Regions from separate parts of the Mus musculus genome. Here all the other regions are linked to region 4. The links are chromatin contacts, called in public capture Hi-C and promoter capture Hi-C maps. All regions are on one chromosome and are shown on one strand. The core of a region is the stretch at or near the end of the contact, and the rest is flanking DNA. Distances in the headings are between cores, read along the strand shown.

What was found. Promoter capture Hi-C pulls out the DNA fragments that hold promoters and counts their contacts. Capture Hi-C pulls out chosen DNA fragments and counts their contacts.
Region 1: a contact with region 4 is called in a promoter capture Hi-C map of hippocampal neurons, with 1.9 times the contacts expected there. The contact joins the enhancer-like site here to the promoter of Mpp4 in region 4. A contact is called at or near these places in 5 of 39 promoter capture datasets (the C10 cell line, cranial neural crest, embryonic stem cells and 1 more), 2 of 115 datasets of contacts at active chromatin or transcription factors (embryonic stem cells and pancreatic cancer cells) and 3 of 9 other capture datasets (adipose tissue, embryonic stem cells and macrophages).
Region 2: a promoter capture Hi-C map of embryonic stem cells shows a contact between it and region 4, with 3 times the contacts expected there. The contact joins the enhancer-like site here to the promoter of Mpp4 in region 4. A contact is called at or near these places in 8 of 39 promoter capture datasets (the C10 cell line, cranial neural crest, embryonic stem cells and 3 more), 1 of 15 datasets of contacts at CTCF or cohesin (pro-B cells), 1 of 484 Hi-C or Micro-C datasets (nephron progenitors), 4 of 115 datasets of contacts at active chromatin or transcription factors (acute myeloid leukemia, bone marrow-derived macrophages, embryonic stem cells and 1 more) and 3 of 9 other capture datasets (adipose tissue, liver and macrophages).
Region 3: a capture Hi-C map of embryonic stem cells shows a contact between it and region 4, with 10 times the contacts expected there. The contact joins the promoter of Flacc1 here to the promoter of Mpp4 in region 4. A contact is called at or near these places in 2 of 39 promoter capture datasets (both in embryonic stem cells) and 2 of 9 other capture datasets (adipose tissue and embryonic stem cells).
Region 5: a contact with region 4 is called in a promoter capture Hi-C map of hematopoietic stem and progenitor cells. The contact joins the enhancer-like site here to the promoter of Mpp4 in region 4. A contact is called at or near these places in 12 of 39 promoter capture datasets (the 3T3-L1 cell line, the C10 cell line, the HPC-7 cell line and 7 more), 1 of 15 datasets of contacts at CTCF or cohesin (the NIH/3T3 cell line), 1 of 484 Hi-C or Micro-C datasets (cerebellar granule neurons), 1 of 115 datasets of contacts at active chromatin or transcription factors (acute myeloid leukemia) and 3 of 9 other capture datasets (adipose tissue, embryonic stem cells and liver).

What each region holds. Positions count from the first base shown.
Region 1 is chr1:59,533,305-59,537,618 of GRCm38.p6, forward strand. All of the region lies in intron 2 of Gm973 (predicted gene 973), which reads left to right. The region is part of intron 4 of Gm28411 (a long non-coding RNA gene); the gene reads right to left. Among named protein-coding and RNA genes, the nearest start is that of Gm973, 11 kb to the left of the region's middle. Within about 2 kb of position 2,282, at least 48 of the 459 cell types and tissues checked have an H3K27ac peak or open chromatin away from gene starts, as enhancers often do. A contact at or near this core is called in hippocampal neurons, where this site is marked.
Region 2 is chr1:59,582,702-59,587,566 of GRCm38.p6, forward strand. All of the region lies in intron 10 of Gm973 (predicted gene 973), which reads left to right. Gm39648 (a long non-coding RNA gene) reads right to left here. Exons shown (of 3, transcript XR_865454.2): 3 at 3,697-3,993. Among named protein-coding and RNA genes, the nearest start is that of Gm39648, 11 kb to the right of the region's middle. Within about 2 kb of position 2,145, at least 19 of the 459 cell types and tissues checked have an H3K27ac peak or open chromatin away from gene starts, as enhancers often do. A contact at or near this core is called in adipose tissue, bone marrow-derived macrophages and embryonic stem cells, where this site is marked.
Region 3 is chr1:58,692,830-58,697,377 of GRCm38.p6, forward strand. Flacc1 (flagellum associated containing coiled-coil domains 1) reads right to left here and starts at 3,160. Exons shown (of 15, transcript NM_175370.5): 1 at 3,073-3,160.
Region 4 is chr1:59,159,985-59,164,587 of GRCm38.p6, forward strand. Mpp4 (membrane protein, palmitoylated 4 (MAGUK p55 subfamily member 4)) reads right to left here and starts at 1,652. Exons shown (of 22, transcript NM_145143.3): 1 at 1,548-1,652. Als2 (alsin Rho guanine nucleotide exchange factor) reads right to left here. Exons shown (of 34, transcript NM_028717.6): 34 at 2,772-4,231. The coding sequence ends at 4,193.
Region 5 is chr1:58,740,631-58,744,876 of GRCm38.p6, forward strand. It overlaps Cflar (CASP8 and FADD-like apoptosis regulator), which reads left to right. Exons shown (of 10, transcript NM_207653.6): 8 at 335-416. Among named protein-coding and RNA genes, the nearest start is that of Cflar, 29 kb to the left of the region's middle. Within about 2 kb of position 2,816, at least 179 of the 459 cell types and tissues checked have an H3K27ac peak or open chromatin away from gene starts, as enhancers often do. A contact at or near this core is called in the HPC-7 cell line, the NIH/3T3 cell line, acute myeloid leukemia and 3 more, where this site is marked.

The sequences.
Region 1 (4,314 bases), core at 1,032-3,531, 370 kb after region 4:
TAGAGAGTCTGAAGCCAGGTGGTTCATTGTCAGAATATTTAACCCCAGTTACTTTAGAAAAAAGTTTCCTGGTACAATACAATCCCAGGTGCACAAGAAACACAATTACACCGAAACTCAACTCAGAGTGCATCTCATTTCTTCTAAGAAAATGGGTTCTCGAGATAGGCTACCTGTACTAGCCTAAGGGTCTAGGGAAGGATGTGACCTGGTCTCGTCATACAGATATCGAAGAAGTCATTTAGATTACTAGCCATCTCTAGTCCTGGCTGTGGGAACTCGATATGGCCCGGCCCAAGAGATAACACGAATCACCAGGCTTTAAATCACCTCCATTTCCCAGCTTTCTGGATAAGAACAGGTTTTACACCCATTCCTTCCAGGGGAAAATCCCATATGCTTGATTAACATTCCTGGAGATCTGTGGGTGGGAGGACTTCATGCTGTGCTCCCAACACATCGGAGAAAGACCCTTACTCGTCCATCCACCAATGGGCATCTAGAAAGATTCTGTCTCAGCTATTGATGCCCAAATAAGCGTGGGAATGCTGCTGTAGTGTTTTCCTTCAGTTACTGCCCAGTTGTGAGTTAGACGGACAGATTCTGTGGTGGATCGGTTGTCAGTGTTTAGGGGGAATCTCCGTTTGCTCTCCACTGTGGCTGTGCTCATTTACATTCCTAGCAACAGTGCTAAGTGTTCACTTTGTTTCAAATGGAGCCAGTATTTGGTATTCAGTCATTTCTGTCCTTTTAAAAGACCAGATCTTAGCCAGGCAGTGATGGCACACGCCTTTAATCCCAGCACTTGGGATGCAGAGGCAGGCAAATTTCTGAGTTCAAGGCCAGTCTGGTCTACAGAGTAAGTTCCAGGACAGCCAGGGCTACACAGAGAGACCCTGTCTCGAAAAAACAAAAAACAAAAAACAAAAAACAAAACAAAACAAAACAAAACAAACAAAACCCCAAAAGACCAGATCTTATATCTGGTCTCAAGCTCACCAAGTAGCTGAGAAGGACCTTGAACTCCTGACCCTCTGGCTCCCAACTCTAGAGTGCTAGGCTTTCAGGCAGCCATACTGTCTGGTTTGCAGCATAGCTGGGGATAGAACCTAAGGCCTCAGGCACTCTAATACCTAAGTTATATCCCTTGCCACTACTTCTTGTCTTTTTAAAAATTACATGTATTTGTGTGTGTGTGTGTGTGTGTGTGTGTGTGTGTGTGTGTGTGTGCACGCGCGCGCATAGGTCAGAAGACAGTTCTCTGGAGTGGTTCCCTCCTGCTACCATGTAGGTCCCAAGGATTGAACTCAGCTCATCAAGCTTAGCACCAAAGCCCTCTGCTCCCAGCACTCTCTCCCTGGCTCCTCTTATTCTTTGTGATAACAGCTTTTCTCGTTTGGGTGAGATGGTCTCCCATTGAAGTTCTGCTCTGAATGGCATTAAGCATTTTTCTCACCAGTCTCTTTTGACCATTGGATTTTTTTGAGAAGTGCCTGCAGACATTGCCCATTTTTAAACTGGATTTTTTTCTTTATTAATGTTTTTAAGTTCCTTCTATACTCTGAATAGTTATCCTTTGCCAGAAGAAAGCTTTATTTAAAACACTCCGTTTTGCAGGCTTCTTCACTGTTGGTTTTCTGAGTCTGGAGTAATCCTGTTTGTCTAATTGTGCCTTTGTTGTCTCTGCTGTTTTGGCTTCTTCCTACCATGACTGCCTCTGCCTGGGAAAGTCTAGAGTAGCTTTCTGGAGGAGAAAAAATTTAAATGGAATCTTGTGGTTAAAAAAAAAAATAGAGACCCAGGCATACATAGGTGAGCAGGGGCCCAGAGCAAGCAGAGGGAATTCGGGGGAATCAGCCAGGCGTGAACTGTGGCTGCAGAGTAGATCTGGAGAATCTGGTGAGGGCTGAGTTGGCTAGGAAATGCCTACCAGCCCTGGCATTTCTGGGCATCTCTCTTCAGCCTCTGTGGACTTCTGCACACAGAAGCTGGGCTGCTCTCTGTGGTATGGTAGCAACTGGCTGGGTGGGCCATTCTGACCTTCCTGAGGATGCTGGTACCCTGGCATCCTGAGCAGGTATACAAGCCCTAACCACCACCTCCTTCTGTCCTGGGATGAATGGACAGCACAACACATGCAAGGCAGCATGGGCACACACACACACACACACACACACACACACACACATCTTCATCAGCCTGGTAGACATGGAGAAGGCAGCCTGTCAGAGCAAGCCTCTCATTAAAGGTGGAGGGTGGCTAACAGGCTGCTCTGAGCATACTAATTACTTGTCTCACAAGAAGCCTGGAGAGGGTTGACTGGCAAAGCCAAGGCAGGCTGAGCAGGCTGAACCCACCGCAGTCAGCCTCCTGCTGTCGTGTTTATTTCCCTCTTCCAGAAACTCCCTCCCCGGCTCCCTTCTGTCTCCCTCTCTGTTTTCAAGTAACCTCTGAGTGGGTGGTTGGGTGGAGAGCTGAGAATGAGCTTTACTGGGGAAGAGAGAGGACTAGGAAAATGTGGAAGAGGAGGCAGATGCACTAAAGTTAGTTGATTTTTAACTTTCCCTCCTTATAAATATAATCTAACCATATTACTAGAATTCTGATTTTATAAAAAAAGAACTATGTGTGTGCTCGTACCCAGCAGTGTGATATTGCTGTTCTGAGTATTTTAATATTTTTCTTTCAGTCTCTCCACTGTTATTATACGCAAAGACACTCTTTAAGAGGTGGTAATTATTCTAACTCGTTCCTCTGTGCTTTGCCTTGTTTCCACTCACACTATGCATATTGGAAACATGGAAATAGCTCTCACCCTAGCCAGCCTCCTCAGTGGTCCTGGTCTTCCCTCTGCCCCTGTTCATCCAATGATGAAGCTTTATGAATTACCTTCACAGTCATCACTTGAGAAACGAACAAGAGAGACTAAAAAAACCATGCAAACACACGTGCATGTGTGCACACACATCCCAACCCAGGATGTCCTTTTTCTAATCCCTAGAGTCTGTTAATATGATACTGTATGACAAAGGGGAGGGGCTGGGGTTGCAGATGGAATGGGGGCCGCTAAGTGGATGAAGCTTTGTTTGATTTGGATCCTTTGCTGAGGACGGAACCCAAGGTCTTTTATGTGCTCATCAAGTCCTCTACCACGGAAGTTCTTGAGAGCTTCTGGAAAAATCTTGTGCTGGCGACTTTCTTTTTGCTTTGAGCCAATGTGTGATTTCTAGCCCCGCGGGGCCACGAGGCAGGGAATGTGTAGGTGCTTAAGAGCCTCACTTGTCTGTAAACCTTTGCTTCAGCTGACTGTTCTCTGAGCATCCAAGTGTCAGCTCTTCTGAGACACTATAGCTTCTGCTGACACAGGGTGATGATGACTGTCTGAGTCTGGATAAGACCCCCAGTTGCCCTTGTTACTTAACAAGTATTTCTTTTATATTCCCTCGTTATCGTAATTCTAATGTATCTGTGGGAGCTTTGCTGGGCTGCTAGCTTAAGGTGCAAGGAGCTGCTAGGACAAGTCAGAGAAGGCCTTGCCTTGGATTTGGACTACGTACATACTGTCTTGCTTAGTCTTTGGAAGCTGATCTTGGCCACTGTATTAGTTTCCTATGGCTGCTATAACGACGGATACTCAGCCAGTGACCCAGCTAACACTCAGACAACAATGTATTATCTTACACTTCTACAGTTAGAAGTTTGAAATGGGTTTCAATGAACTAACATCAAGGTGTGGACAGACCTGTGTATCTTGTGGGAATCCCAGGAAAGAACTATTTCGCTGAAGCTTTCCCTTTCCAGCTTCTATAAGAACCTTGTATTCCTGGCTTGTGTCCCGTTCCTCCAAGCCAGCAGCATGGGATGGGGGGCTGAGGGGAGGTCCTTCTTATCTTGTGGTCTCTCTGGTTCTCCCTTCTGAGTCCTTACATTTAAAGAATCCTCATACATGACAAAGACTTTGCAAATCTGATGTCATAGAAGCTGTGGTTCCCTGCACTGATCATGCCAATAGATATCTACTGATCATGGAGGGGACCATGGAATCATTTCCTCTCTGCCAAAGTTTAGATTTTTGGGGAGAAACTGTCACTGGTTTTAGTTGCTTATCAAATGGTTAACCTCACTAGTCTCCAATAGGTTTTTCTAAATCTATGGTCACACAGAGAACCTGGTTAAAAATCAGTGGGTCAAACAATAAATAAGAAGGTATGAATATAGGTTGGAGACATTTTGGAAGGGGTCAGGGCTAACAGTGATCAGAGGAAACTCAGTGTGGATGAAGGTAAGAGTAGCTGTATGCATTACATAGATGTA
Region 2 (4,865 bases), core at 895-3,394, 420 kb after region 4:
AGACTTCTGCAAAGTCAGAATTAGAATAAGAATACAGACACCAGCAGCCACAAGCCGAGAATCACATTTTTCCTTCCAAATCAGGAAAGAAAATAGCGATCGAGTTTGTTGTTTGCTTGTTGGTTTTAAGGCATCAAGGAGAGGAGCTAGGGAGATGGCTCTGTCTATAAAGAGCCTGCCACAAAGGCAAGGTCTGAGTTCAGATCTCCAGACCCCACATAAAAAGCCTGACAGGTACAGCTGCAAACATCTGTAATCGTGGCATTGTGGGAGGTGAGCAGGAGACAGGCAGATCCTTGGAGCTCATTGTGCAGCCAGCCCAGCTAAATGGATGCACTCCAGGTTCAGTGAGAGACCGTTTCAACAAATAACATGGAGAACAATAAAGGGAGACACCAGATGTCAATCTCTGGCCTCCATACACACGCACACACACCCATGAGCACATACACCACACACGCACACACTCACACGTACGCACACAGGTAGGATAATTATGAAGAAGGAAGGTGCCGATTTGAATGGCTTGGAAATATCTAATGTTTCAAGGGATGTGTGCAGACTTTTTGATAAGCGGTCCTCTGTCTGAAGCTCTGAGGGTGACAGTGTCTTCAGTCTCTCAAGAGAAGCTAGTAGGGAATTCCTAGAGCTGGATCCAGGGACTGGGAACTCCTGAGGCAGATGCTATACCACTGCTCCAGGGGTTGCCTAGGTCCCTCCGCTCTCAGACAGCCTCCAGGGCAGGCTCGCCAAGCCTCTTATCTCCAACTTCTTGCTGCTTCTGGCCTTCCCTCTTTTCCCCAGCACTTCCTTACAATCAGAGCAGAAATGAGTCTGTTTGCACAATATTTGAACTGACCTTTCAGGTTAAAACACCAGGCCCAAGTCAGGCCTCCATTGAAGAAAAGCATATCTAAGCCACTTCTCCACTACTGAAGAACCTCAGAAACAACACAGACACACACATACTATGTGTGTCTGTCTGTCTGTCTGTGTGTGTGTTTGTGTGTGTGTGTGTGTGTGGTTTGCCTCCATTGAAGACACTTTTCATAAAGGATCCGAAGACCTTAAGTAATAACAATAGCAATAATAATTACAGAGTTGTGACTAAGAAAATACAATATATTTTGGAAATCCCATAGCTCCAAAGGCCATACCAATACTCCCTGCATGGTCCAAACTCATGTATCCCTATGGCTCTACTGGAGGACCCTTCAAAGAGTGACCCAGCCATGACAAGTTAACTATAGACTAAATTATGAACTTTGCAGTCAGACTGAACTTTGGATCTTAAGCTCCAAGCCTGGTTCATCTGCAAGGCCTTGGTAAGTTCACAAACTCTGGAAATATCTTGTACCTCCTTTGCAAATGGAGAAAGGTTCCCATCTGAGCTTCTTGGTTGGTTGGTGTTACCATAGCCTGCCTGCCTTTGAAAAGGAACCCCGAGGGGAAAAGCCTTATGAGGAAAAGTCTAGGGAGCCCCACCAGTCCCCAAGCCAGGAAAAATGGGGTGTAGGGTACAAAGGACTTCCTCCTGCCTCTCTCACCCCTCCCCCTTCTTGAGGCTCAGGGCACTTTATTAGGTTAATCACTGCCTCGGATTTTAACTACTTCCTCAACCTACTCCACATAAATGACTAATTTTATGTTTACCATAAAGCATCTGGAAAGGCTTTAGAAACAAATTTCTACCCAACAGACTTCAGTTTACCCACCTTGATGGGCCACTGGCCCAACCAGTGGCCTCCCTGCCTCTCTAGGACCTAGGACCTTTCTTGCTCTGAAGCACAAAGCAGGCTTGCAGCAACAGTAGTAGCAGCAGCAATTAAGCCCGTCTTTCTTTTCTTTTAATCCCTACTGACTCAGCTCGTCCCTCCATCCTTTAGGGTCTGGTCATGTAAGGTCACTCACACATAATACATTTGTCTAGTTTTGTTGTTGGTGGTGGAGGTTTGGTTTGGTTTGGCTTGGTTTGGTTTAAGTCACAGTGAGAATCCCAAAGGTGGAACCTTTTGGAAACAACAGACCTTTGAGAAGTCACATACCTAGGCTGGGAAGTATGAGGGAAAGAAAGTCTGGTATTGCTGTCCAAGTTCAGCTCTGGGGTCCGGAGGCTGCCCCCGTGCGCCCCCTCCCGGTAGTACTGAAAACCTCTGCTCTGAGTCTTCAGTGGCCGCGTCGCTAAGGCCAAAGCCGAAAGGGTGAGGGGCTCTAGCCTCCCAGTTCCACTTTCAAGTAAAGGCCCTTAGGCACCCCTTCTACACCTAGCCGGAGGTTCCGGGCCTCAGAGCCAAGTCCATCAGTTTAAAAAAAAAAAAAAAAAAAGCGCCGCAGCTGCCATCAGCAACTTCCTTGGAGTTAGAAGTGGGGAGAAGTCAGAGAAATAGGGGGAAGAAGACTACAAGGGGAGTTGCGTGGAGATGAAAAGAGCGATGAAAAAAGAGAAAGAAGACAAGCAGACGTGTTTCAACTCCAAGCTCCCATTTCCCCTTTCAAATGAACGGCCTCCCCACTGTGAGCAGAATCAAGTATTTATGAAGGCATTTTTTGCATATTAATAGCTGCGCAGGGATGGGGCCCTGCCAGCGCTTAAGTCCTAAAGGTATGGTGCCCTTTTGAAAATACAGGTCTTTCCAGCCCCTCATAGAATTTGGTTTTCTCCTTCAGATTTATTTCCCCCTCTGCCTTGTGGGTCCTCCTGGGGCCCTACAACTGATTAAGAGAAATTAGTTTCTGGGCTGCCTTCAGAGTCCAGGACTGCTCTTCCCTCTGCGGGTCGCTGACATCAATCGCAGGCTCTCGCCTTTCCTCTTCCCCAAGGCCTCTGGGGAGAGGCTTGAGGTTGGGTGAGGTGCCCAGCACCTAAAAAGAATCTTAAAATTGTAAATGGAAGTTTCAGAAGGAGATATTAATACATCCGTGCAGTGAGAGAGGAGAAAGTAAAAAAGAAAAATATGCAATCATTTCATTAACGTTAATAATACTGTCGATCCTCGGTGAGGATTGCATTTCATTTTTAAAAAGAAAACATAGAGAGTTAGAAACATAATCAAAAGACCAAATCATATTAAAATAATAGTAGTAGGCAAGAATATGAGCTATAGTTTAGTGGCAGGGCTTGACTACCATAGGCAAGGCCCTGGGTCTGATCCGGAATACTCTTATACACACACACACACACACACACACACACACACACACACACGCACACGCATACGCGCGCACACACACACACACACACACGCACACGCATACGCGCGCACACACACACACACACACACACAGAGGCACAGATGACTAGGGCTTGGGGCTGTAGTTCAGCTGGTTGAGGTCTATCTTAGAATGCACATGGCCCTGCATTCTATCCCTGGGACCACATAAAACCCAGGCACGGTCACACACCTGCAATATCAGCCCTCGGAAAGAAAGGCTCAGAAAGTCAAAATCATCCGAGGCAACCTGAGATCTGTGATCTCCTGGAATCTGTGATTTAATACTGGGCAACATCAAGGTTCCAGACGGTTGGTGAGGAGGAGCCAGCCTGGGCTGCCCAGAGTCCACCCTCTGTGTGCACTGTTATAACAACCAAAGTGTTTCCACCCACTGCTAAATATTCCCCAGGGAGCAAACTGAACCCATCACCCCTCTCTTTTTTTCCTCCTCCTCTTCTTCCTCTTTCCCCTTCCTCCTTTCCTTTTCCTTTTTTGTTGTTACTGTTGTTCGTTTTTGAGCCAGAGTCTTACTATGTAGCCCAGACTGGCCATCCTACCTCACTGAAATTATAGGCATATGCTATCACGTCCAGAGTGACTGAATATTGAAAGTGCAAATCAAAACCATAAGTCAATCATGATTCCATCTATGGTTGTTGATTTTTGTGTTTTGTTCTCAAGCATCTGTTAGGGAGCACAAAATTAGGGTGCTCTGGGTTCAAACTTCACGTCGCGTCCCTGGGCCTGTGGTCTCTGCTCTCCTCCCCTAGTCGTCTTTATTCTATGAAAAAGGAAAGATAAAAAGAGTTTGTAAATTTTCAATTTGATGGAGACATACTCACATAATCGCAGGACCCTGGAGGCTGAACCGGGGGTTGGGAATGTGGTATCTACTTCAAAACCAAACTGAGCACCCTGAATGGAAAAATCAAAAAAATCAAATAAGTAAATAAGTTTACTTTTTTTTTTTTTTTTTTGGACAGGGTCTCACTATATAGACAACGCTGCATGCACTCTGACTCCCAAAGATCTGCCTTTGCCCCCAAAGTGCTAAGACTGGAGGCATTCACTACCACGCCCAGCTAAATAAATAACTTTTTTTTTAAGATTTATTTTATTAATATATGTAAGTACACTGTAGCTGTCCTCAGACACTCCAGAAGAGGGAGTCAGATCTTGTTACAGATGGTTGTGAGCCACCATGTGGTTGCTGGGACTTGAACTCTGGACCTTCGGAAGAGCAGTCGGGTGCTCTTACCCACTGAGCCATCTTACCAGCCCCCATAAATAACTTTTAAAATGTACATTGTATGCAAGGGAAGCTAAAATGACCCAGGAGTCACAATGTCCAGCAGGAGTCCATGCACAGCCAGCTGAGCATCAGCAGCAACATTTTTTTTTTAAAGATTTATTTATTTATTATATGTAAGTACACTGTAGCTGTCTTCAGACACTCCAGAAGAGAGAGTCAGATCTCCTTACGGATGATTGTGAGCCACCATGTGGTTGCTGGGATTTGAACTCCTGACCTTCGGAAGAGCAGTCGGGTGCTCTTACCCACTGAGCCATCTCACCAGCCCAGCAGCAACATTTCTTAACACTGTTCTTTTAACAAATTGAACATTAATCTGACTGGTGTTGTGCTGTTATCTT
Region 3 (4,548 bases), core at 1,910-4,409, 470 kb before region 4:
GGGAAATTTGTTGTCCTTCTCCAACTGGAGCACAAATGGCCCTGTTTCTTAATTTGGGTCATGTGTCTGAATTGCAGAAGGGAACTAAAAACAGCCCTCTTTATGATTGCTGCATGAGAGTTACTCTCGGGTGAGCCCAGACAGGGAGAGATCTGAATCCTGAAGACACTGATAGGTAGACTTGACAGTACATGGAGTCTATGGTACAATCAATAGTGTCCCTGTGTTTTCAGAACCAGACCCATCCCTGTTCCCACCCCCCCAGAGCCTGATGATGCATACATGCACATACATACATACATACATACATACATACATATATAAGCGTGTGAGCACACATGTGCACACGCACACGCACGCATGCACGCGCACACACACCTGTACATAGAGAAAGAGACTTTGTAGCTCAGGTACTAAAAACTGAAAATTAGGTCAGAATGCTAGAACTTTGTTTCCTGTTCCCCTCATGACACCTGTTATGAAAATTTTGGGGGTTCTTTGAAATCAGGTAGGCCTGACTTTACACATTAGACATGGGAACGTAGGAAGCCTGCTCTTTTGAGCTTATAAAATTAAACATTGTTTTATTTAAAATTTAAAGTTGGGCTGGAGAGATGGCTCAGTGGTTAAGAGCACTGACTGCTCTTCAGCAGGTCCTGAGTTCAAATCCCAGCAACCACATGGTGGCTCACAACCATCTGTAATGAGATCTGATGCCCTTTTCTGGTGCATCTGAAGACAGCTACAGTGTACTTAGATGTAATAATAATAAGTAAATCTTAGAAAAAAATAAAATTTAAAGTTAAATGAGCACCTTTAAAAGTCTAGCTTGAGCTGCTCCGGGCTGGGTTGCATTGCTCTGAACATTTACTAAGAACCATGTTCTCAGCCCTGTGCATGGAAAGGAATCCCATGAACTACATGGCTTTTACATATAGAAAAACTCTCTCTTTTTAAAAGAACATAGGTTTATTTGTATGTATGTGTATATTAACTTGAAATCAGCTTGTTACAGAGACAGTCATTACAGAAAAGATTAAGGAAGTGAAAAACATCAAAAATACAAAATCCAGAGATGACTAGTGAGAATACTTGAGTGTATGCCTTCCAGAATTTTCTGCATTCTAAAGAAACAGACTTACATAATTTCCTATAAACAGGAACAAACTATATTTACATCCTGGATATATTTTTTAAGATAATACCACGAGTTCCTATTATGTAAAAGATGTCATCATTTTTAAATGTAAGGTTTTTTTTTTACAATCAAGAAATATAAAAGAGGGCTGGTGAGATGGCTCAGTGGGTAAGAGCACCCGACTGCTCTTCCGAAGGTCTGGAGTTCAAATCCCAGCAACCACATGGTGGCTCACAACCATCCGTAATGAGATCTGACTCCCTCTTCTGGAGTGTCTGAAGACAGCTACAGTGTACTTACATATAATAAATAAATAAATAAATAAATAAATAAATAAAATAAAAATAAATAAAAAAAAAGAAATATAAAAGTATTCCAAATGTAGAGAAAGAGTAAAGTAAGCTCACCTATCCCCTAGATTCAACAATGTCAGTGTGACTAATCTTGCTTGTCTATACCCCTCCCCCACTGCATTTTACTCCTCCAGCATCGTATTATCTTAAAGCAAAATTTAAACAACCTTTCAAGTAAGTCTGGGATATGTTTCTGTATCATTGCAATTCTAAATTTTTTTTTTTTTTTTGTCTTTTTGAGACAGGGTTTCTCTGTACAGCCCTGGCTGTCCTGGAACTCACTTTGTAGACCAGGCTGGCCTTGAACTCAGAAATCTGCCTGTCTCTGCCTCCCAAGTGCTGGGATCAAAGGCATGCGCCACCACCGCCCGGCTGCAATTCTAAATTAAAAAAAAAAAAAAGCTTTATTCGTATTTGTGTGTGTGTGTTTGACTGTGTGCGTGTAGATCATAAGTGTTCAGGAGCCATGGAAGCCAGAAGCCAGCATTAGCCACTCGGGAGCTGGAGCTACAGGCTGTCGGGAGCCATTAGATGGGGTTTATGGCAACGAACCTGAGGTTCTCTTGAAGCTCAGCACGCACCCTAATCCCTGGGCCATTTCTCTTGCCTCACAACTCTACATTTATATCAGTTCACTTACTTATATTTTAACCAGTTTTGTATTGATAAATGTTTGTTTCCTTTTTTCCCATTCTAAACAAAAAAACGCCTTATTATTTATTACTTTTTCTTAAAAAGAAAAGTTCCCTTTGCATCTATGGGAACCATATTCAAAGCATTTAAAATCAGTAATGCAAAGCTATTGAGCCCTTAGAACAGACTTGGGCTCTTAGCAAATCCCGAGGTAGGTCTGAGGGTGTCAGGGTTGAAACTGAGGCAAGGAAGCTGGTAAGGACCACTTTTAGGGCCTTTTGATAATGATCGTTTACTGGTTGGTGAGTTTGCGTGTGCGTGTGTGTGTGTGCGCGCATACATGTGTGGATGTGTGTGCTGATATATGTGCGTGCGGGCACGTGTGCAGATGTATGTGCATTCGGGCGTGTGTGTGTGCGTGTGTGTGTGTGTGTGTGTGTGTGTGTGCGTGTGTGAGTGTGTGTGTGTGTGTATGTTTAGACATGTGAGGATATGTGTGTGGATGTATGTGCGTGTGGGCACGTGTGTGTGTTCCCTTCTTTTCTTCCCCTGTCTTATCTCCCTGGTGTTTCACTCACAGCCGGAAGTTGTCGCTGAGTGAGCAGAGCTTTAGAAAGGGTGGGTTTTCAACAAGCGGCTGGAAACTCTTCCCAAGATCTTACTTTAATTCTTTCAAAGATTCATTGGCCTTGTGGTCCCTTCCCAGGTTGTGAGTCTTAAAGAAACCATAATGTTTTAGGGAAACTCAGGGGTCATTTCTCACCCAATCAAGGTGTTTCAGAACTCATGGTTGCTGTGTTTATTCCCAAGTGGTTGAGATGCCAAGGCAGAAATCTCCAGACTGCCTTGAAGACTTGCAAACCCAGCCAGTGGTGTTTAGAAGGGTTCCGCGGCCATCCACCCCAGGAGCTTCCCTTAGAAGACAGTTCAGTTGTCCCCAGTTATTACCTGAAAGTCCCTTGAGGAGGAATTCACCCTCTAGCTAGTCCTTTGACTGAGCCTGACTTGTGCCCCAGGATGGTTTGTTTCTTTTATCACTATGGAAACCCAATGGCGGCACCTCATTGGCCCAAAGCTCTCTGTTCTTCCCAACAGAATGTTGGGGAAGCAGCCAGTTAAACTGTTAAATCTTCACACTCAAGTCAGATCCTCAACAGCAGGGAATACATATAAGAGTTCCAGTATCACATGTGAGGCCCTAGAAGCTTAATTTCCACAACAGTAGACTTACTGCGGGACCACTAGGCTTTATGGACACATGGCCACAGTTCCTGGATTTTTGTAGTTGATTTTAACTTCCTCCGTTTTTCAGAAACCTAGAACTAACTACAGTGGGCACTTCCTTCTTTGAAGCTCAGCCTTTGAGACCTGTGGCAATCCACAGAAACGATGAAATTTTTAGCTACCTGTGCGGTTTTAGTTTTCCCCTAGGCGAAGTTGATCTTGCTAAATAAAGCAAAACAAAAAAGACAAAACAACCAAACCAAAAAAGTGCTGGCTTATTCATTTAATTTTAATACAACTCACTAAAAGACACACATTTTATACTGAAGGTTCACAAACAATACTCTATTGTTTACTATTCTGTTTTTCTTTTATAAATCAAGACTGATTGTAATCCATTAGATTGGCTTCCTGGTCCTGTGATGGTTCACACTTCATAGTTTACAAAAGCTGGAAGTTCACAAGCCTCCTGTATCCTCTGAATGCCAGTGCAGCTAGGCACGGGGTGCGACCTCAGTCCTGTGCTCAGTGGAGCAGAAAGAAAGGCTAATGGACAGAGAAGAGCTGAAAAATGTTACCTTAAGAGACTCAATTGCAGGCAGATTTCTGAGTTCAAGGCCAGCCTGGTCTACAGAGTGAGTTCCAGGGCAGCCAGGGCTAAACAGAGAAACCCTGTCTCAAAAAACCAGAGAGAGAGAGAGAACAAGAACTTCAACCAGAGAAGTTATCTGACTAGATTTACATGTAAGATAGACCATGTCAACCAAAGCAAAGAAACAGGAGGAAGAGCCGTAGTATGAGACAGAGAAACCATGTAGAAATATCTTAGAGGCCTGATGAGCCTTAGATGTGGGCCAGCAGTGGCGATGACCAGAAGACAACACAGGCTGGGACGTGAGAGGGAGGGAAGGAGAGGCATTCAACTCCTGAGTCTCCAACTCCAGTGGCTGAACTGCTGTTAGTGCAGCTCACTGGTTGGACTATGTTGGGGATGAACAGATTTGAGAAGAGACTGTCCATTCTGTTTTGGACATTCGGAGGCCCCAAGGGGACACCTGACTGGTGATGTCTACTGGAGAATTTATCAGAAGTCCCATACGTTCAAAGACGACTCTAAAAACGGATTTAGTGATTGATTGAGGGAGTGGGTGAACATGTAGGCGACTGTGACGTGTAAGACAACCTGGAGGCAGTGTGGTC
Region 4 (4,603 bases), core at 402-2,901:
GAAACAAACATAAATCAACCCCAGAATGACCTGAATGTATAACTCAACTTTTCAAGCAGTGGTGGCGCACGCCTTTAATTCCAGCACTCAGGAAGCAGAGGCAGGTGATTCTGTGAGTTTAAGACCAGACTGGTCTACAGAGCGAGTTACAGGACAGCTGGGGCTACACAGAGAAACCCTGTCTTAAAAAACACAAAAACAAACAAACAAACAAAGTTTCTTCTTACAAACACAAAATAGTTTGCAAGAAACCAATAAATTTGAAGAAACGCTACCATCATAATTGAAGAATTAACACATTGCACATTAAACCTTACCAAGTAGTCTACCAAATCAGAAAATCATTCTATCAGCGCTAATCCTGCTTGTGACTCAGGAAACCACTACAGCACAGCACTCCTGGAGTCTATTTACTCCTGCATTCAAAGTTGCTACATCCTTTCAGGGTTTTGTGTAGGCTCACATGTGTGCTTCTGTGCTATCTATCCACACTCACACGCTTAAATACACAGTATCCACATGGTAGGAGGGAGCTGTTTTCAGCTATCTTGCTTTTGGTTGGTTTCCTGTTTGTTTGGTGACAGAGTCCCATGTAGTCCATGCTGGCCTCAGACTTTCTCTCTAGTCAAGGATCACCAGATGCTCTCATCCTCCGGTCTCCACCTCCCAAGGGCTGGGGTTGTGTGACAGGCATGTGTGACCACAAATGGTTTATGTGGTGCTGGGAACTGAACCCTGGACTTCACATATGCCACACAAGCATTCTACCAGCTAAGCTATATCTTTCTTTACCTTATCCTTTTTATTACTGGTGGGGCACTATGTGGATTTAAATAATAACCTTATGTGTTTAAGTGCCTTGGTTTGAATTGCGCCAGAATGAAGGATTCTAGACAGGTGATTTATAGGGTAAAGAGGTAGGGAATAAGAAAAGGCAATTAAAAACTGTGTTATAAAGCAAGTGGTCACCATGAATACCTGGAATGTACGCAGCATTACCTTAAAATTCAGCTTTGGGTCTCTGGGGTAGCTCAGCAGGAAATGCATTCGCTGCCAAGTCTGATGACTTTGAACCCACATGGTAGGAGGGAGCTGTTTTCAGTTGTTCTCTGACCTCCACAAGCACCAGGGCTTCCACAAACGCATGCGCGCACACTTGCACACAAGCGTACACACACACACAATTAAATTGTAATTAAACATTATAATTAAAACATTTAAAGCATTTCCTTCTGCTTTAAAACAATTGCTATTCAAAGTCCTGACCTCTTACCCACTAGGCTTGTTTTCTAAAGTATTTTTCAATATGGAAATCTTGAAAAAGCCCATATGCAACCCTCCCTGAGAAATGGCCTGCTGGCTTCCTCTGCATCCAAGGCCCTCACAGAAGATGGGACAGTTTCACTTGAACTCTTTGACAACGCACTGTGCCACGCTTAAGAGATGGTACTGTAGGACAGTCAACCACTTTAACACAGACTACCCACGATTATCTGTAGCTGCTGCTGGTGCCTTCTGGAAATGCGGCATTGCGAGCAGACTCTTACCTGCAAGGATGAAAACACAGTGTTGCTCCTGGCAAGAGAGAAGCAAGCAGGAAGCACCAGGAGGCTGCTAGCTGCCAGTCACCTGATGCTCTAGAGAAAAGCTCTGTGCATCCTCTTTGGCATAATCCTGCCCTTGCAGGCTAACCCTGGACCTCTTCTAAGCCTCCGCAGCAGCCCTAGCTGTCCCTGCAAGGGAACATCTCATTTACATTATCCTCCACCACAGTGAGCTTTCTCTCACATGAGTACTACACTCCCATACAAGCCCTTAATATTTCTGTTGACTGTTTCCAGATAACAAACACCAATCGCCCCCCTTCAAATCTTTCCTACTTTTAGTTTGTTTTTTTTTTTTGAGACAGAGTCTTATGTAGCCCCGGTAGCCTCAAACTGTGTGTATAACCAAGGATAACTGAACTTCCTCCACCCTCAAGGGCTCAGACTACAAAGGTGTGCCACTACACCCACCAGAGGCTTTTACTTTTCTTAACTTCAGCTTTTCAAGGCCTAATGCAGAACACATCTGCGGGGCATAGGCAGTGGGAAAGAGTAGAGGAAAGTCGGGAAGCTCTGGGTTGGAGTCCCAGCGCAGACACAGCAAACTATAGCTATTCACCGATAGGGAAAGGGAGCCCCCAGACTGGCACTGCTGAGGGCTGCTGTGAGTTACATAGGTGCTGGTATTTCTAGTCACAGACAGTGCCTGGAGATTTAGGGTTTTCCACACACACATGAAAATTTATTGTTTTAAGCTGCAACTCAAGAACTGTGTAGAATGAGGAAAATACAGTGGTTAGGCAGCTTCTCTTAAAACTGAAATTAGAAGATTGAATTGCAACGGGTTCTCAGAGATGTGAGATGGCATGCTGCCATTTGAGAATTTCTCTGGTCCTATTGTCCAAGTTTCCATCCATTCCCACTATTAGCCCCTCCTGATCTTTCTCTGAAGGAGGTAGGTGTTCAATTACTTTGGCTTTACTAGCCAAATCTGGCATTTGTGTCTTGGCTCACAAACTAAAAATATGCGAAATGAGAAAGAGTTGGTCCCTCTCCACAGGGAGCAGCTCGGCCTGGCAGAAGACGGTAGGCGGAGAGATGCGGACAGTGCTATCCTCCTAAACCTGTTCCTCTAGCCCTTCCCTAAACAAAAACAAAGCCCACAACTGTCTTACTCACAGCAGCAGTTTTCCTTGGAGACCTTTGTCTCTGGGTTATCGGGATCAGAATTAACTTGCTCTTTGCCAGAAATTGGCTAGTAGTTAAGTGAATTAAAAACCCCAGGGGTTCCTGAGGTCTGAGGCATGGATTACAATGTGGAGAAAGAATACTGTAAACTGAGCACTCTTTAAAGTACAGTCTGCCCCATGTCATTTCTTCCACAGTCATAGAACAGCTTCGTAGAGATGAATGTCATTTATTATGAAAACTGCTGTTACATTACAGCCAACATTCCAAAACAGTATGTTAACAAATGCTTGTCTTGATTATAAAGTAGCTCGGAAATCATGATCCTTTTCAAAAGTAGTTGCCGCCTGCTGAGTCATTTCCCATGAGTCAGGCCACTGCGCTCGCCTCCGAGTACAGCAGATGAGACAGAAGAGCACCTGTGGTATCCAAACAGCTACGAGTGGCACTGCTCCAGCGCACACCCACAACCCACACTTGTGAGGCTGCTTGTAAAAGAGCAAACCGTGGTTATGCGGTGCTGTCACAATACTTCTGAGGTGGGAGAATCCCATGTGCGTCTCTCCTTCCTTCCCTTCTGAGTTCAGTGTGAGGTAGAGGGAAGACCCGCAGACTGGGCTGAGGGCCACTGTAGCTCCCTGCTTCCTCACATGTGCAGATCTTCAGTCTCCACACAAAGCTTGTGCTAAGAAGCTTACGGGCCTCCTGGGTAGGCAGTGGGCCTCGGATCAGTGAGGTTTGGAGCAGCTTGGCACGGCAGTGTTTGCACTCCAGTGTATTCCTATGTTCTTTTCAGTCAGCAGGCAGAAGATCCTATGTGGATGCATTCCACGAGGGGACCAGGATGTCATAGTCACCCCGTGGGAGCTCTCTGACCACAAATGCCTTGGTAAAGGGGCTTACAAAAGGTTAAAACTACAGTTTAAAACTTCTTCTCCCCCACCCCCACCCCTAGCAAAGTAGCATGCTGCACTTGTGCCTGGGAGAGGTCTAGGAAGGCAAGGGATGGCTGCTTCAGTTCAAGTAAAACCTGCTCCTTGCCAAAGGGTATTGGGTAACTGCAAATGGAATTAGACAAACCAGGAGCTTAAACACAGTCATCAACTTCTTTTCATCTAAGCAGCTTTCCTGGAAAGGTTTCCTGGAACTGCATGGAGCTGAGAGCTTTCACTACAGGAAAGGGTAACCAGTTTCCTTTTCTAAGTAGGTGTGTGGATCTCAGCACAGGCCAAAGACTCTACTCTATCCCTATCTCCTTTTCCAGTCTCCATTTGAATGATACAGTATGTTTTCCATGCTGGGCTCTAATTATTAGTAAGGCTCAGAAATTACAACCAAAATAGCACAAAAGTCCATTCTGTATTCAACACTGTTCTTTGCCCCATCAGCCTCCAGTCGGTGCCTGTGCCATAGCTGTAGCCTCCGCAGCAGATAATCCGGTCCTCAAGCTGTCAGGCGCCCTAGTTAAGCTTCTCCCGCTGAATCTGGAAGTAACAGGCCTGAAAATCCAAACAAATTCAGATTCAGTTTCTTTAAGACTTGGGAAAAAACAATCCCTTACTGAAGGCACATTGTCTACCTCACCAAGCTCTCTCCAGCCAATGGCTACTGTAGCCTAACAACAACAAACACTTGCCCTCTATTTCCTCTGTGTACCGGTCTTTACTGATTAACATGAGACCATTCACTGGTGACTGGGAAGTGTGAGGGTACACGGGACAATGTGAGCAGAGCTCGTCCACATTTACTACTCGAAGGCTGAGCAGCCCCACACACCACACAGCAAGTCAGAGTTTCCAAGACTGAATTTCTGAGAAGCAGTGATCCCAAAGTGCTTGTGTGCTTAGGACTCACACACCAGAGTGGTGCAC
Region 5 (4,246 bases), core at 1,566-4,065, 420 kb before region 4:
AGTTGATTCTTGGTGCTACTTCAGGCTTCTACAAGGGCATGTGACCCATCTTCTCTCTTTCAAATTATCTTTATTCTGCAAAGCTAAGACACATGTAAAATAAATTATACTTCTCATTCAAATTAAGTAAGAGTTGGAATAGCTATTTGTCTTAAACTCATTACTGTGACAGAGGAAAAAATTGACATTACTGGGAACTGTCAGCCGTGATGACTTTAGGCTGTGTCTATTGAGTGATTCACCTGCCAAAGGGAATGTTTAAAACAAACGAGAAGAAGAATGGATAAGTCTCAGAGAAGTATCCAGCATCTCTAATCCCTGCCTTTCTTTCTAGCACATCCGTGAAGAGACTTACAGGATGCAGAGCAAGCCCCTAGGAATCTGCTTGATCATTGATTGTATTGGCAACGACACAAGTAAGTGTAGAACCCCGGGATCCACTCCCTACAGCATGATCATGACCAAGCAAGGTGGATCTGTCAACATGGCAGATACCAACTGCAGTAACAAAGTACACTCTACTATGGTGCTTGCTTTTCAACCATGTCATTGTCTAGTGTGGATCGGGCTAAGGGAGCTTGTTATGTCATAGGGTCAGCCAGGGGTCCTGTCGTCCTTTGATGCCTTGGAGTCTGTAGAGTCCTCTGTATTTGACTGACTGACAGATGAGGGAGTAGAGACTGTGTAGCGGATCTCATCACAGATTTTAGAGAAAGGCCTGAGAAGGATGCACCTCATCTCTACCCACTTCCTATTGGTCATTACTTACATGGCTTGGGCTAACGACAACAGACATAGATAAATCAGTTGAGTTATGGGTTAGGAGGAACACGAGATGAACTTCGGGAGCACAACACTAGCTTTAAGTTGTGGAAGTTGGTGTGTCTTTGTGTGTCTTATCTGTGCATCCTGGATAATGTGGCTAAGGGTGGTCCTGGTCTGCAAGGGACATTTATAATGCAAGGCATTCTGGTTTCTAATATTGTCAGATGTTTCACTTCACCTGGATAGACCATGAAAGCCTTCCTTGGGGCTATTAAAAACATGGTGTCTGTGTTAACGTAGGGGTGTGGCTAGTGTTTGAACCACATGTGACTAAGATCTCCTCTCTGTTTGATCTACCTGTGAGCCTTCATTGTTTGGACCCGGTTGTTTGGCTCAGGTGTTGGATGTCTGGTGCAGACTGAACGAGGCAAGCCTAGATGCCTGGGATACGGCTGCATTTAATCACCTCTCCCTTCCTTCAGATGAGTGATCACTGTAGTTCACGACTTTCATGTCTCTCAACACTCCTTAGCATCAGTCAGAGAGATGCCTCACTTCAAATATTACCAAAGGGAGGTCTGTACAAAGACAATCTAAGAGAAGGGCGGATTAGCAAATATGAAATTGGATTTCCCAAGATTTCAGCTACAATCCCACTTTCTCATGTCCTATTTTGGTACATGAGAAATGTGTCTCTTCGCTATAGAGAAGAGTCCTTTCCATTTGTGATGGTTTGAATGAGAACGACCCCCATCGGCTCATATATTTATGTTCAGTCCTCTGTTGAAAAACCATTTGTGAAGGATTAGTAGGTGAAGCCTTGCTGGAGTACGTGTGACCTCGTTGGAGGAGGTGTGTAATTGAGGGGCAGGGCTTTGAGATTTCAAAAGCCCACACCAGGCCCAGTCTGCTGCCTGTGGATCAGGATATAAAGCTCTCAGCTATTGCTCCAGCACCATGCCTGTCTGCTTCCTGCCATGATGATAATGGACTAACCCTCTGAAACTGTAAGCAAACCTCCAATTAAATTCTTCTTTTATAAGAGTAGCCTTGGTCATGGCATCTCTTTACAGCAATAGTAACCCTAACCCTTAAGATGCCATTTTAGCTATTAGCATCAGTAGACAAATGAGGAAATAGCTCCTCACTGAGTCACTGACTGTTCTAAAGGACATTGTGGGATTGTTCTTTTACTTTTGATTGTAGTTGGCCTTGCTTCCTTCATCATCAGGAAATGTCTGAAGTACAGAGCTTTCTGTGTTGTACCCGTGTTTATGAGACTCATAAAGATCAAGTCACAACCTGCCATGAGTCATCAAGCCTCAGCTATTCATGACTAACACCCAGGGCCTGTGTTGGACGTCTGTTCCTGAGTTATGGGCAGCTGTATGTCTATGTGTGCATAGCTGTACTTCTCCCACTGTAGGAGAGCAGCAGAGTTGGGCCCTGGCAGTGATTGCCCGGATTTTAATCATGGCTTTGCTGTCTATCTTAGCTTGTGATGTGCGGGCTCAGTGTCTCTGCTAAAACGTGACTTCCTAACAGAACTTCCTTTATGTGATGGTTGGGAGAGTGAGATTATACTCATAAAGGACACAGGACAGTGTCTGGAATGAAATGTAAGCTAATGTCAGTGTAGTCCTTTCGAGGTTAACATCCTGGAGATGGAGTGTGTGACTAGAGGGGACCTGGCCCTACAGAGAAGGGCACGTCAGCTGCTCCTTCTCTCTGAGAGTCAGGGGTCTCTTGACTCATGCGCCTTTGAGAATAAAACAAGCTGCTGGCTTAGAGTCACTTATGGACTCTCCCAGCTCAGGTGGCTAATCTGCAGATAAGAGACGAGACGGTATGGGTTTGTTCAAATCGCTTTGTTTTGCTTTGGCGGCTGAGAGGTCCCAGTCCCTCTGTGAAGACAGACAGACAGACAGACAGACAGACAGACAGACAGAGAGAACACTTGCAAGTTTTTTAGAGGAAGTATTTTCTCCTCTGCTGCCGCTTCTGATATCTTTGTTATCTTTAACTGACTAAGACACACATTTGGTAGCAGACTTTGCAGTTTCCACTGTAGTGTCATGTGAAGAGACTTCCTCTTCTTACACTGACAGGCTAGGGGTTGCTCCATGCCTCCTTATGTGTTTTTTTTTTTTTTCTCCTTCTAACGGAACAAGTGGAACCTTGAATACACATTATTTTCTTGTAGTCACATTTATATAATAAGAACATTTGTGCACGGGGAAGTAGGGCGCTCATTAGGATTGGTCTCTGCTCATGAAGAAAAGGGGCAAGTGACACCCACAATAGTAGAGGGAAGTTGTGTTCAGAGGAATGGTAGACAAACCATTCGGGCCCCTCCTGGTTCTCATGTGATCAGTGCCCTGAGAATGGCTTCTTCCTGGGAACAGGAGTGTGGGATGAGGTACTCTTTGTTTTCTGGACATGTCTATCCTCTGGACTCAAGCAGCTATTTGCTTAAAAGCTTAATATTATTTTTAAAAATAATTTATTTTCATTTTATGTGCATTGGTGTTTTGCCTGTGTGCTTGTGTATGTGAGGGAGTCAGCTCGTGGTAGTTGTGAGCTGACATGTGATTGCTGGGATTTGAACCTGGGTCCTCTGGAAGAGCAGTCAGTGCCCTCTACTGCTGAGCCATCTCTCCAGCCCCAAAGCTTAACATTATTAATGAAATTTCTCTTTAAGGCCCTCACTTCACCAGGCCTAAACCTAGGGTGTATTTAAGAAGTGTGGGTCTATGGGCCCTTGTTGGAGGCCCTTGTATTTTAGAGTTTAAAAAGGTAGTGTGCTACATGTACATGTTCAGGGTAGCCCCTTTGACAGGTATGTTAATACTTAGGTTGCAAACCAAATGGATATTTACATGATATGGGATAGGAGTCTTCCTCTCCTGAGAGTCTTTCCAAGAAAATGACTTGGCAGAAACGACCCTAAGGTTGTTGAATGTTTGAGGTCCTAGCGCTCTGGGTGAGGGGTCATGGGTCTGAGTCCTGGCTGTCTTGGGCATACCAGAAAACTGTTTTGGGTTATATAGCATTGGTATTATTTTCTCCTGATACAATATCATCTGGAAAGAATTACCAGTAATCAACTTTGCATAATAAAGATTTATTATTATTATCATCATTATTATTATTATTGAGACAGGGTTTCTCTATGTAGCTCTGGCTATCCGGAAATGAACTTACTCTGTAGAACAGGCTAGCCTTGAATTCAGAGAGATCTGTTTGCCTCTGCCTCCTGAGTGCTGGGATTTAAGGCGTGCACCACCACTGCCCAGCAATATAGATTCTTAAAAGATGGTTTGTAGCTTTCTTCGAGTGTGTGCTTGAAGCAGTGAGGCCTTAGCTGGCCTAGGTGACCAAATGCAGAGTTGGATATGTGCCAGATGGCCCTGCTCCCACCCAGCTGTTGCCCCAGCTATGCCTTTCCTCACCAACATCTGCCCTGTCAGCGGCTTGTGTG